2 separate regions of the Mus musculus genome follow, and region 1 is linked to region 2. A link is a contact called in public HiChIP or PLAC-seq data. All regions are on one chromosome and are shown on one strand. The core of a region is the stretch at or near the end of the contact, and the rest is flanking DNA. Distances in the headings are between cores, read along the strand shown. Region 1 overlaps Smim14 (small integral membrane protein 14). Region 2 overlaps Ugdh (UDP-glucose dehydrogenase).

Region 1 (4,763 bases), core at 2,065-4,564, 42 kb before region 2:
GATGAGCTCGTACTCTGTGTAGAACACGGTGATTACAGTGTTACTGGGTTGTTACTGCGTCTCACTTGTGTTGTCTGTGCTAATCCCTGATGGTCCCTTGGTAAGCAGGTAATTTCCTGTCCCCATGAGAAGAACTGAAGCTCGGAGGGGTCAGGTAACCTGCCTGCCCAAGCCTTGAAACACGAGAGTGGTGCCTAACCTGTCATTGTGTGGCACCCGTGCCTAGCCAGCTCAGCAGTTGTTCTGCAGGCTGCTGTGCAGTTGCAGGGTGGGTTACTGAATATGTAAGAGGGTGTCATTCAAGAGACCAAGCTGAAAAGTTACTGCTCTTCACTCCAGCCTTGGGGAGGTAGAGACAAGGAGGATTGGAGTTTATGGTCATCTGCTATGTTTGAGGCTAGCATGGCCTACATGAGAACCAATCACAAAATAAAGGGCCTACAGAGATGGCTCAGCAGGTTAAGCGCACTGGCTGCTCTTCCAGAGGACTGGACCTGGTTCATTTCCTAACACACACGTAGTAGCTTACAACCTTTGTAACTCAGATGCCCAGTCCTGACCTCTGTTGGGCACCAGGCATATATGTGGTGCACAGACAAACCTGCAGGCAAAATAAAAGATTTGCTTGTTTATTATGTGGTGCTAGTAATTACATGCAGGGCTGCATGCATGCTGAGCTAGCTCCAGTGCTGTATTCTGTCGATCCACCCGGCACCTACCCACCCCGTGCCCCCCAACCCCCATCACAGTCTGGTTGCCCTGCCGTGTTGGTGGGTCGGTGGCTAACTCTCCTCTCTGTTGCTGCAGCTCCGGCAGTCCCAGTCCTACTGCACCGACACAGAGTGCCTTCGGGAGTGTAAGTACCAGCGGCGGGCGGCAGGAGGGTGGGCCTGGGGCACAACACGCAAAACCCGTTCATGTAGCCAAGGCTGGCCCTGAACCTCTGATTGTATGACCTCCACCTCCCAAGGTGCTAGGATGTTAATCGTTTATCATCATGCCTGATTAGTTTATTTTAAGGAAAGTGGTTCTCCAGTGTATACTTGGTGCGTGATAGACTCAAAAGTGTTTTGTCTGCCTCAAATGCGGTTATGGGCTCCTCAAGGAAGACTCACTCCCACAACTCTTGCTGCCATGGTGGTAGTACATGCCTGAAATCCCACGTGGAAGGAAGGCTGAGGCAGGAGAATGGTGCATTCTAGGCTATCTTGTGCTACATGTCAAGACCCCATGTTAAAAAAAAAAACAGCACAACTCTTCCTTTATAACTTCTTCAGCTAAAAAAATAAGTTAGTGGGAGACCAATAGGGCTTAAAGGGGTTCTAGGCTTCCAAGGGCAGAGTGTGGGAGGGAATGCATGAGAGGGAATTTGTGAAGGAAACTTACAGTTTTCTACTGTACATCTCTGTCTTCAGTAAAGAATTTATATTTCATCTTTAGACAGAAAGGCCTGTTCATGGGAGTTTGCCTTTAGTTTGCTATTTCTAAATTGCTTCCAGCACAAAAAGTTGTTTTTTTGTTTTGTTTTGTTGTGTTTTGTTTTTAATTGAAAAGCATACTTGGGGCATTCTGAAGTCTCCTGCACACACGGAGAGCTTTGGTTGTGGGTTATGTTGTTGTCACTTACAGTGGTCCTGGTTTTCTAACCTTGGGTCTTGCTCAGACTGAGCAAGTATTCCATAGCTGCCCTACATTTCCAGCCCCAGATTACATTTATTAATAGGTCAGTGTTTATATTTAGCATCAGGCGCAAGTGTGCGTGTGCTCTCTCCTCTCCCTCCCTTCTCTCTCTGTATGTGCTTGTGTGTGTGTGTGCTTGTGTGTGTGTGTTTATGCAGGTCCTCTCAATTCTGCTATTTTAGCATATATGAAATCCCAGATTTGACCTCCAGCACTAAATATACCAATATACATATGTATATATACATATCTATATATACAGACCTGCACACCTATAATCCCAGCACTGAGGAGGCAAAGGCTGAAAGGGTCAGAAGTGCCAGGTCAGTTCCTTGCTACTCAGTAAGTTAGAGGCCAGCCAGGCATACATGAGATCTTGTCTCCAAAAAAAATCATTTCCTCAGTTATTCATAGAACCAACTTCTGGAGAGGTCTAAAACAATGTAAACATAAGCTAAAAGGATAAATGGTAGAGAAGTATTTATGTTCCTCTCTGCAGACTTTATTTAAGCTTTGACATCAGTCAGTGAATATAGTTTGGATTTTTAAGTTCTAAGTTTTGATTCTCTTGCATGTTTGTTAAAGGCACCAATAGTTTTTCTCTTTGATAATTCTCTGCCACTTTATATTATTTGTTTTTATTGAAACTTAACTTTTGGCCTACATCTCTCTCTGTCTCTCTCTCTCTCTCTCCCCCTCTCTCCCTCCCTCCCCCTCCCTCTCTCTCTCCCTCTCCCTCTCTCTCTGTTTCAAGACAGGGTTTCTCTGTGTGGCCCTGGCTGTCCTAGAACTCACTCTGTAGGCCAGGCTGTCCTAAAACTCAGAAATCTGCCTGCCTCTGCCTCCCAAGTGCTGGGATTAAAGGCGTGCGCCACCACTGCCCAGCTATTTATTTGTTCAATTACTTATTTATCTTGAGACTGTGTCTCTATAGTCTTGGCTATACTGGAGTCTATTACATAAACATAAACCAGGATGGCCTTTAACTCATAGAGATCTGCCCTCTGCTCCTGCCTCTTGGGCGATAGCATTAAGTTCTGTATCAATATATACAGCTGTATTTATTATGTTGTGATGTGTGTTTGTGTGTGCAGAAGCACCTTTGTGCTGGTGCACATGCCATGTATACACACATGAATATGGATGTCAGGCGTCTACCTCAGATGTCCTTTTTCATAAGCCTTCCACCTTTTTTTTTTTTTTTTTAAAAAAAACAGGGTCTCTAAGTGGGATTTTGGGGCTCTCTGAGTCGGCTCAGCTGCTTGGTCAGCTAGTGATCCCCAGGGAGTGATTCCCCGTCTTCCTTTCCCCAGCACTGGGGTTACAAGTGTGCCCCATGCCCTCCTTCTTCACATGGGTTTTGATTGTTTGCATGACAAGCACTGATTGCTGGAGCTCCCTACCCAGCACAACCCTTGACATAATCTCCTATCTTTTCTGTTTCTAGACAAAGCCTTTGCTTATCTACTCAGAACCTGTAACTGCTCAGGCTTGCAGTTTTCCAACTCTCTAGCTATTATTTCCCCCAGTTCTAACTTTCCAATTACTTTGTCTTCAACCACTCTGTTTTCTTTATCCCCCGGCCTCATGAGCTCATTCGCTGGAGCTGTTCCTTCCCTACACTCCCTTGATGACGTTCTCAAGTCTCATGACTCATGATGTGTGTGCTGGTGACTGTCTTGTGGACATGTCCACTGTGGTGTTTCATAGGCAATCTCAAATCTTCAGAATTGGGCTTCTGGTAGCTCTGTCACGGCTGCTTTTCCTCCTTTGTCTGTTCTGTAAACGACCCTTGGCTCTCAGGCCTGTCCTTTATATCTACCTTCAGGATGTAACCAACACTCTACTTGATAGCACCTCGTTCTGCCTCCTCTCTGTTTACCACCTCATATCTAGGCCATTATAGTAGGGTCTGTTTGTTTGTCTTTCTGTCTATTTGTTTGTTTGCGACAGGGCCTTACCTATTTGTACCCTTGGCTGGTCTAGAACTCACTGTGTACAACAGGCTGACCTTAGATTCACAAAGAATCAGCCTCCCAAGTGGTGGGATTGAAGGCGAGTGCCACCATGCCCAGCCTTGCCTGTTCCTAACTCCCTCCCAGTTTAGCTCCCTGCTGCTGTTATTCATAACACAATTGGCTTGAACAAGTAAGAGTTTGCTTTTGGCTTCTTTTCACCTAAAACTTTTCAGGGGCTTTCTGTTTGAAGCACACTTGAAGGTCCTTGTTCTGACCTGTGAGTCCTATGCTCTGGCTGTGACTGGCTGCTTCTGCGACTAAGTCTCTCTGGTCTCCACGTCTTGCCTGGCTTCTGAACCTCACTCCAGTTGCAGGAGTCAGCAGTAAACACATCCCATTGGCTCCTGACTAAGATTGCTTCCAGCTGCCTCTCACTCTGCGTTTGCTATATAAAAAAACAATTTGGTTGTATGAGGGGGTGGGGGTGGGGAGCCAAGCTCAGATCTTCAGGCTTGGAGGCGGTGCTTTTAGCTGCAAAGCCTTGTCCTGCTGGCTTCACTCTATCTACATTTTGTGGACACTTTTCCCTTCTCAGTGGTACCACCCTCTGCTGTCCCGTGTCCAGCCATTATGTATGTAGAGACTGTCTTACTTGGACATCTATGTCAGTCTTGGTTCTCAGCTCGGTGAAGGCAGGGGCACTTGGAGGCAGACCCTTCTCCCTTCCAGATCCCCAGCATCACGGCAGTGATCTCCCTCCCTCCCTATTTCCCAGTCTAGATCTAAACCCTGCCGCTTTGGCACCTTCCTCTAGCCCCTGCATTTTATAGTTACCAGTGGACATGGCTATTTCATTACAAAAGGTGGCCATCTGAAGAACAAGTCTAGGTTTTTCATACAACCACTTTTAAAGGCAGTTCAGAGGTTTGTCTGAACATGAAGAACGTTTTAGGGCTTTGTAGAATATTTTTCAAAAACTGTTGTTTCTTTTGGTGCTACAGATCAAACCCAAGTCCTCAATGCACACTAGGCCAGTGCTCCACCACCGAACTGCACGTTAGCCTGTCTCTGTGGTCTCACTGTGTGCCTAGTGGTCTCAGTGTGTGCCTAGGCTGGCCTCAAACT
Region 2 (4,657 bases), core at 2,029-4,528:
TGGCTGATCTCAGATGCCTTCAGAATGCAAGCCCATCTTCTCATCCACCCCAGCTTCACCCACAGCAGATCAAGTAAAAGAAAGTGAACATTTCAAGAAGGCTCTAAGGAAAGGAATTGGTGTGTTTTATTATTATCTTATTTATTTGTTCATTTTGTTTTTTTGAAAGACAGGGTTTCTCTGTATACCCATAGCTGTCCTGTAACTTGCTCTCTGGTTCAGGCTAGTTTAGAACTCAGAATTCTGTCTGCCTTTCAAATGCTAGGATTAAAGGTGTATGCCACCATATCTGGCAATTGGTGGATTTCTAATTTTTAGATTTAAATCTAAATAACAGTGTTAGGTAAACTTTGTCATTAATATGTAAGCTGTATATTTGTATCGTAGAATTTGTTATAAAACCACATGTATGTCCTAGACTACACTTTTATGAGCCAATATTGTAAATTATACATCTATTTTCAGGTCATAGACATGAATGACTACCAGAGGAGGAGGTTTGCATCACGGATCATAGATAGCCTGTTTAATACAGTGACCGATAAGAAGATAGCTATCTTGGGGTTTGCATTCAAAAAGGATACTGGTGATACCAGGTACCTGTTTTTTAAAACATTTAGAAAAATATGTGTGTGTGCTTGTGTGTGTGTGGGGGGGGTTGTTTGTTAATTTTTCTGATACTTACCAAATACAGTATTAATCTTGGGAGGTAGAGGTAGAGACAAGCAGATCTCTGTGAGCTGGAGTCCAGCCTGGTCTACATAGCCAGTTCCAGGCCAGCCAGGATGGCGTGGTGAGGAGTGTTTGTGCGTGAGTGCACAGGGTGTGGCAGTCAGAGAACAAGGCGGAGTGGGGACCCCCCTTCCATAGTGGGGTCCACTTTGTCCTGCTAATTATCTCACTGGCTCACTTGAAAACATGTCAGGGCCAGAAGTGCATAAAAGCACTTGCTTCTAAGCCTTCATGGGATTCAACACACACATACACACACACACACACACACACACACACAAAAATACATGTAAAAAAAAAAAACCCATAAAAACCCTCTGAAGGTATGGAAACTTTCATCTTATCCTTGTATTTCAGTTAGCATAAATGAATGGAAGCACATATATGTATACGTGTTTTCTATAGTATTTTATTCTCCATCATATAAAGATGCCAGGCGTGGGCTGTCAGTATGGTGTCATAATAAGCAGAAGAGGACCTGTGTGTCTCCTTTTTCTCTCTGTGAGCCCTAGTGTGTGTGTGTGTGTGTGTGCGCGCGCGTGCGCGTGCGTGTGCGTGTGTGTGCGTGTGTGTGGCATGACAATAAAAAAGCATCTGTATCCTCTCCAATTAAGCTTAACCAGAACTTACCCATCTCTTAAATTCCCTGTTATTAGAATATGCCCTTTCAAACAATACTGATTTGTTTGTCCTTCAGAGAATCCTCCAGTATCTACATTAGCAAGTACCTGATGGACGAGGGTGCACACCTCCACATATATGATCCAAAAGTACCCAGGGAACAAATAGTGGTGGACCTTTCTCATCCGGGTGTCTCAGCGGATGACCAAGGTAGGGTTGACTCTCCCACAAAGCCTTTGGGTGAAACCCACACAGCTGGCTTGTCTTTGAATGAACCCTTTATTTAGTAGTTGTTTTGCTGTCACTTCTTGCCAGGGCTTTGCCTTGTTTCTCTAAAATTAACTCTTAGCTACTGTGTTCTCAGCTTTGAGCTGACATCATCAGCTGTGCTTTAATCTGGTAGGTTTTGCAGGAGCCAGGGATACAGCTGAGTGGTATCCACAAAGCCCCAGACATCCCAGGAAATACTTGTGAAGAAAGTGTGGGGTTGCTCCTGGCTCCCACTTCCCATTCATTCACTGTCAGACACTCCTTCTACAGTGTTAAAACACGTAACTTCCCGTGCCTCGTTTGTGTCTCATCTCTCTTGGTCGTTGCTGTTTTTATAGTGTCCAGACTGGTGACCATTTCCAAGGACCCATACGAAGCGTGTGATGGCGCCCATGCCCTCGTTATCTGCACTGAGTGGGACATGTTTAAGGTGATGTAGAGGCATTCCAGTGCAAACACAAGTTGGGTCTGTGTCTACATGTGTGTCCTAATTATTCACTGGTACATCTACACAGGAACTGGATTACGAACGGATTCATAAAAAAATGCTGAAGCCAGCCTTTATCTTTGATGGTCGGCGTGTCCTGGATGGGCTCCACAGTGAGCTACAGACCATTGGCTTCCAGGTAATCAGGATTCTAAGCCGGCTGTTTTGCTTGTTTGGTTTGGTCTGGTTATCATTATTTTGTTTTAGTTATTATTGTGTGTGTATATGCATGACTTTGGGTGGGGCATATGTGGAGGTCAGAGGACAACTTTGTAGAGTCAGTTCGCCCACCCCTTCCTTCTCCTGTCACAGGGCTTCGGGCTTGGGCAGAAGTACCTTTACCCTCTGAGCCACCTCAGTGCCCACCCAGACGATCTGTGAACCCATTGATGGGTTTCAAAGCGTCACATTTTCTAAGTTAGCAGTAGGACAGTAAGATAACCAGGACAAGAGGCCTGTTCTCTGCAAAGTCTGGGTTGTTCGTTTGTAACCTAAGGTTGGTGTCCTTTACTTGGCAGTAGAAGGGTATCAGGTGCCTATCATACGGAAACAGTGTGTGCCCTATCGTAAAGGTGAAGAAGACCCACTGTGGTTCCATGGTGCACTCTTGTTATGCACAGCTGAGCTTTACCCCAGTGAAGCCTGGGTGAGGGGTGGGGTTTGACTGTGGGTGGCCTCTGAGGAACTGCTTCACCTGGAACAACACTGTCATCCTCCTGTGAGAATAGCTACCATCCACCTCGCCGGGTACCCAGGCTCGTGGCCGGCCTGGTGTTGCTCCCGTACCTTTCAGACACTCAGCCCTGCCTGTGCCGTGAGAAGTCTGAGGGAACAATGTGGGCCTTAGGAGCCCTGTCTGCATTCGCATTCATTCATGTGGAGCTGGGGAGCTGGCAGAACAGGCCCAGAGCAGAGCATCTGTGTGTCACCGGTCTTTGCTGCACCAGGGCTCTGCAAGTACTAGCGAGTTGTTACTTGCAGCCTCCTGCAGCCGTGTGGACGGCGGAGAGGCTCCTGGCAGAGTAATTTAGGGAAGACGAAGAACAGTTGGTGGAGGAGGGCCGCCGCCGCCAGCATGGCGCCAAACTGAGCTTCAGCACGGCCTTAGCACTGGCTTAGCGGCAGCGCCAGGAAGGCCTTATCTGCTCACCACAAAGACTGGTCTGCTTTCTTTAACCTCTCACTCACTCGCTAGAGGGCCTTTTCTCTGCCGTTTGTTTGTGAGATACGAGGTCTCAGCAGAGTCAGCTGGCAACTCTGTTAACTCCTTGGAAACTCCCCCATCTTACTCTCCTTAGCGAGCAAGTGAGCAGCAGGGCTGCTTTTCCCTGGTTTTGATTTAAACTTTGGAGTGTTGTTTTTTAAATGTTATTTCCAAGACAAATATAGAAAGATAAATATTTTTAAAAGTTTTAGCTGGGTGCATACCTTTAATCCCAGGTCTTGGGAGACAGAGACAGTTGGATCCCTGAGTTTCAGGCCAGCCTGGTCTATCTATGTAGTGAGTTCCAGGACAGCTACAGAAAACCTGTCACAACAACTAACTAACTAACTAACTAACTAACTAACTAACTCAATGCCTGGAGAAATGGCTCTGCTCTTGCACAGGACCCTTCCAGCACCCACATGGTGAGTCACAGACATCTCTAACTCCAGTTCTAGGTAATTAGGGGTCCTCTTCTTGTCTCCAAGGATACCAGCCACATACACAGTGTACATATATATATGCACATATAGGCATATAAAAATGAATGATCCTGGGGCTGGAGAGATGGCTCAGCGGTTAAGAGCACTGACTGCTCTTCCAGAGGTCCTGAGTTCAATTCCCAGCAACCACATGGTGGCTCACAACCATCTGTAATGGGATTAGATGCCCTCTTCTAGTGTGTCTGAGGACAGCAACAGTGTATTCACATACATGAAATAAACAAATAAATATAAAAAAAAAAAAAAGAATGATCCTGAGTTCTTTGAAAACTTAACTCCCCAGTAAGATTTTTTTTTTAATTGAATTCAGCTGGGTTTGGTAGCGCCCTTCTCCACTTGTGCACTTGGGAGGCAGAAGCAGGGTGACCAGGAGTGCAAGGTCACCTCTGCTGCATAGGTAGCTCCAGGCCTGCCTCAAAGATAAAATAGGAAATGGGAGCCCTAACTCAGGGAGAGTATGTAAGTCACTCGGTAAGAAAATAGACTACTGTAAATAAAGCAGGCATCCCTTGTAGTGTGAGTCAGATGAAAGAATTAACTTTTAATTCAAACGAGATATAGAAATAGAATAGTATGTTTATCTCTACTAGAGAAAAGATAAATTTACACTGGTAAGGGGTGGTGTGGACTGGAGAGGTGGCTCGGACTTTAAGAGTACTCACTGCTCTTCAGGAGGCCCTGATTTCAGTTCCTAGTATGTGCACATATAGGCAAACCCTCGTATGTATGTATGTATGTATGTATGATCTACATAGTGAGTTCCAGGACAGCTAGAGAAAACCTGTTACCAAAAAAAAAAAAAAAGATAAGGCAGCTCACAACTGTCTGAGCCCCTCTGGT

Evidence for each region. HiChIP or PLAC-seq counts read pairs in DNA pulled down with a chosen protein or histone mark.
Region 1: a contact with region 2 is called in an H3K27ac HiChIP or PLAC-seq map of heart atrium, with 8 read pairs. The contact joins two enhancer-like sites. A contact is called at or near these places in 8 of 39 promoter capture datasets (cranial neural crest, embryonic stem cells, hematopoietic stem and progenitor cells and 4 more), 4 of 15 datasets of contacts at CTCF or cohesin (the NIH/3T3 cell line, embryonic stem cells and pro-B cells), 57 of 484 Hi-C or Micro-C datasets (the AML12 cell line, B cells, the BV-2 cell line and 26 more), 11 of 115 datasets of contacts at active chromatin or transcription factors (the HPC-7 cell line, bone marrow-derived macrophages, cardiomyocytes and 5 more) and 3 of 9 other capture datasets (adipose tissue, liver and pancreatic islet).

Annotation. Positions count from the first base shown.
Region 1 is chr5:65,456,617-65,461,379 of GRCm38.p6, reverse strand. Smim14 (small integral membrane protein 14) reads left to right here. Exons shown (of 5, transcript NM_133697.4): 3 at 808-856. Among named protein-coding and RNA genes, the nearest start is that of Ugdh, 23 kb to the right of the region's middle. Within about 2 kb of position 3,314, at least 115 of the 459 cell types and tissues checked have an H3K27ac peak or open chromatin away from gene starts, as enhancers often do. A contact at or near this core is called in adipose tissue, granulosa cells and heart atrium, where this site is marked.
Region 2 is chr5:65,414,417-65,419,073 of GRCm38.p6, reverse strand. It overlaps Ugdh (UDP-glucose dehydrogenase), which reads left to right. Exons shown (of 12, transcript NM_009466.2): 8 at 466-596; 9 at 1,430-1,563; 10 at 1,962-2,053; 11 at 2,139-2,249. Among named protein-coding and RNA genes, the nearest start is that of Ugdh, 19 kb to the left of the region's middle. RefSeq lists an enhancer at 2,502-4,099. Within about 2 kb of position 3,278, at least 121 of the 459 cell types and tissues checked have an H3K27ac peak or open chromatin away from gene starts, as enhancers often do. A contact at or near this core is called in adipose tissue, granulosa cells and heart atrium, where this site is marked.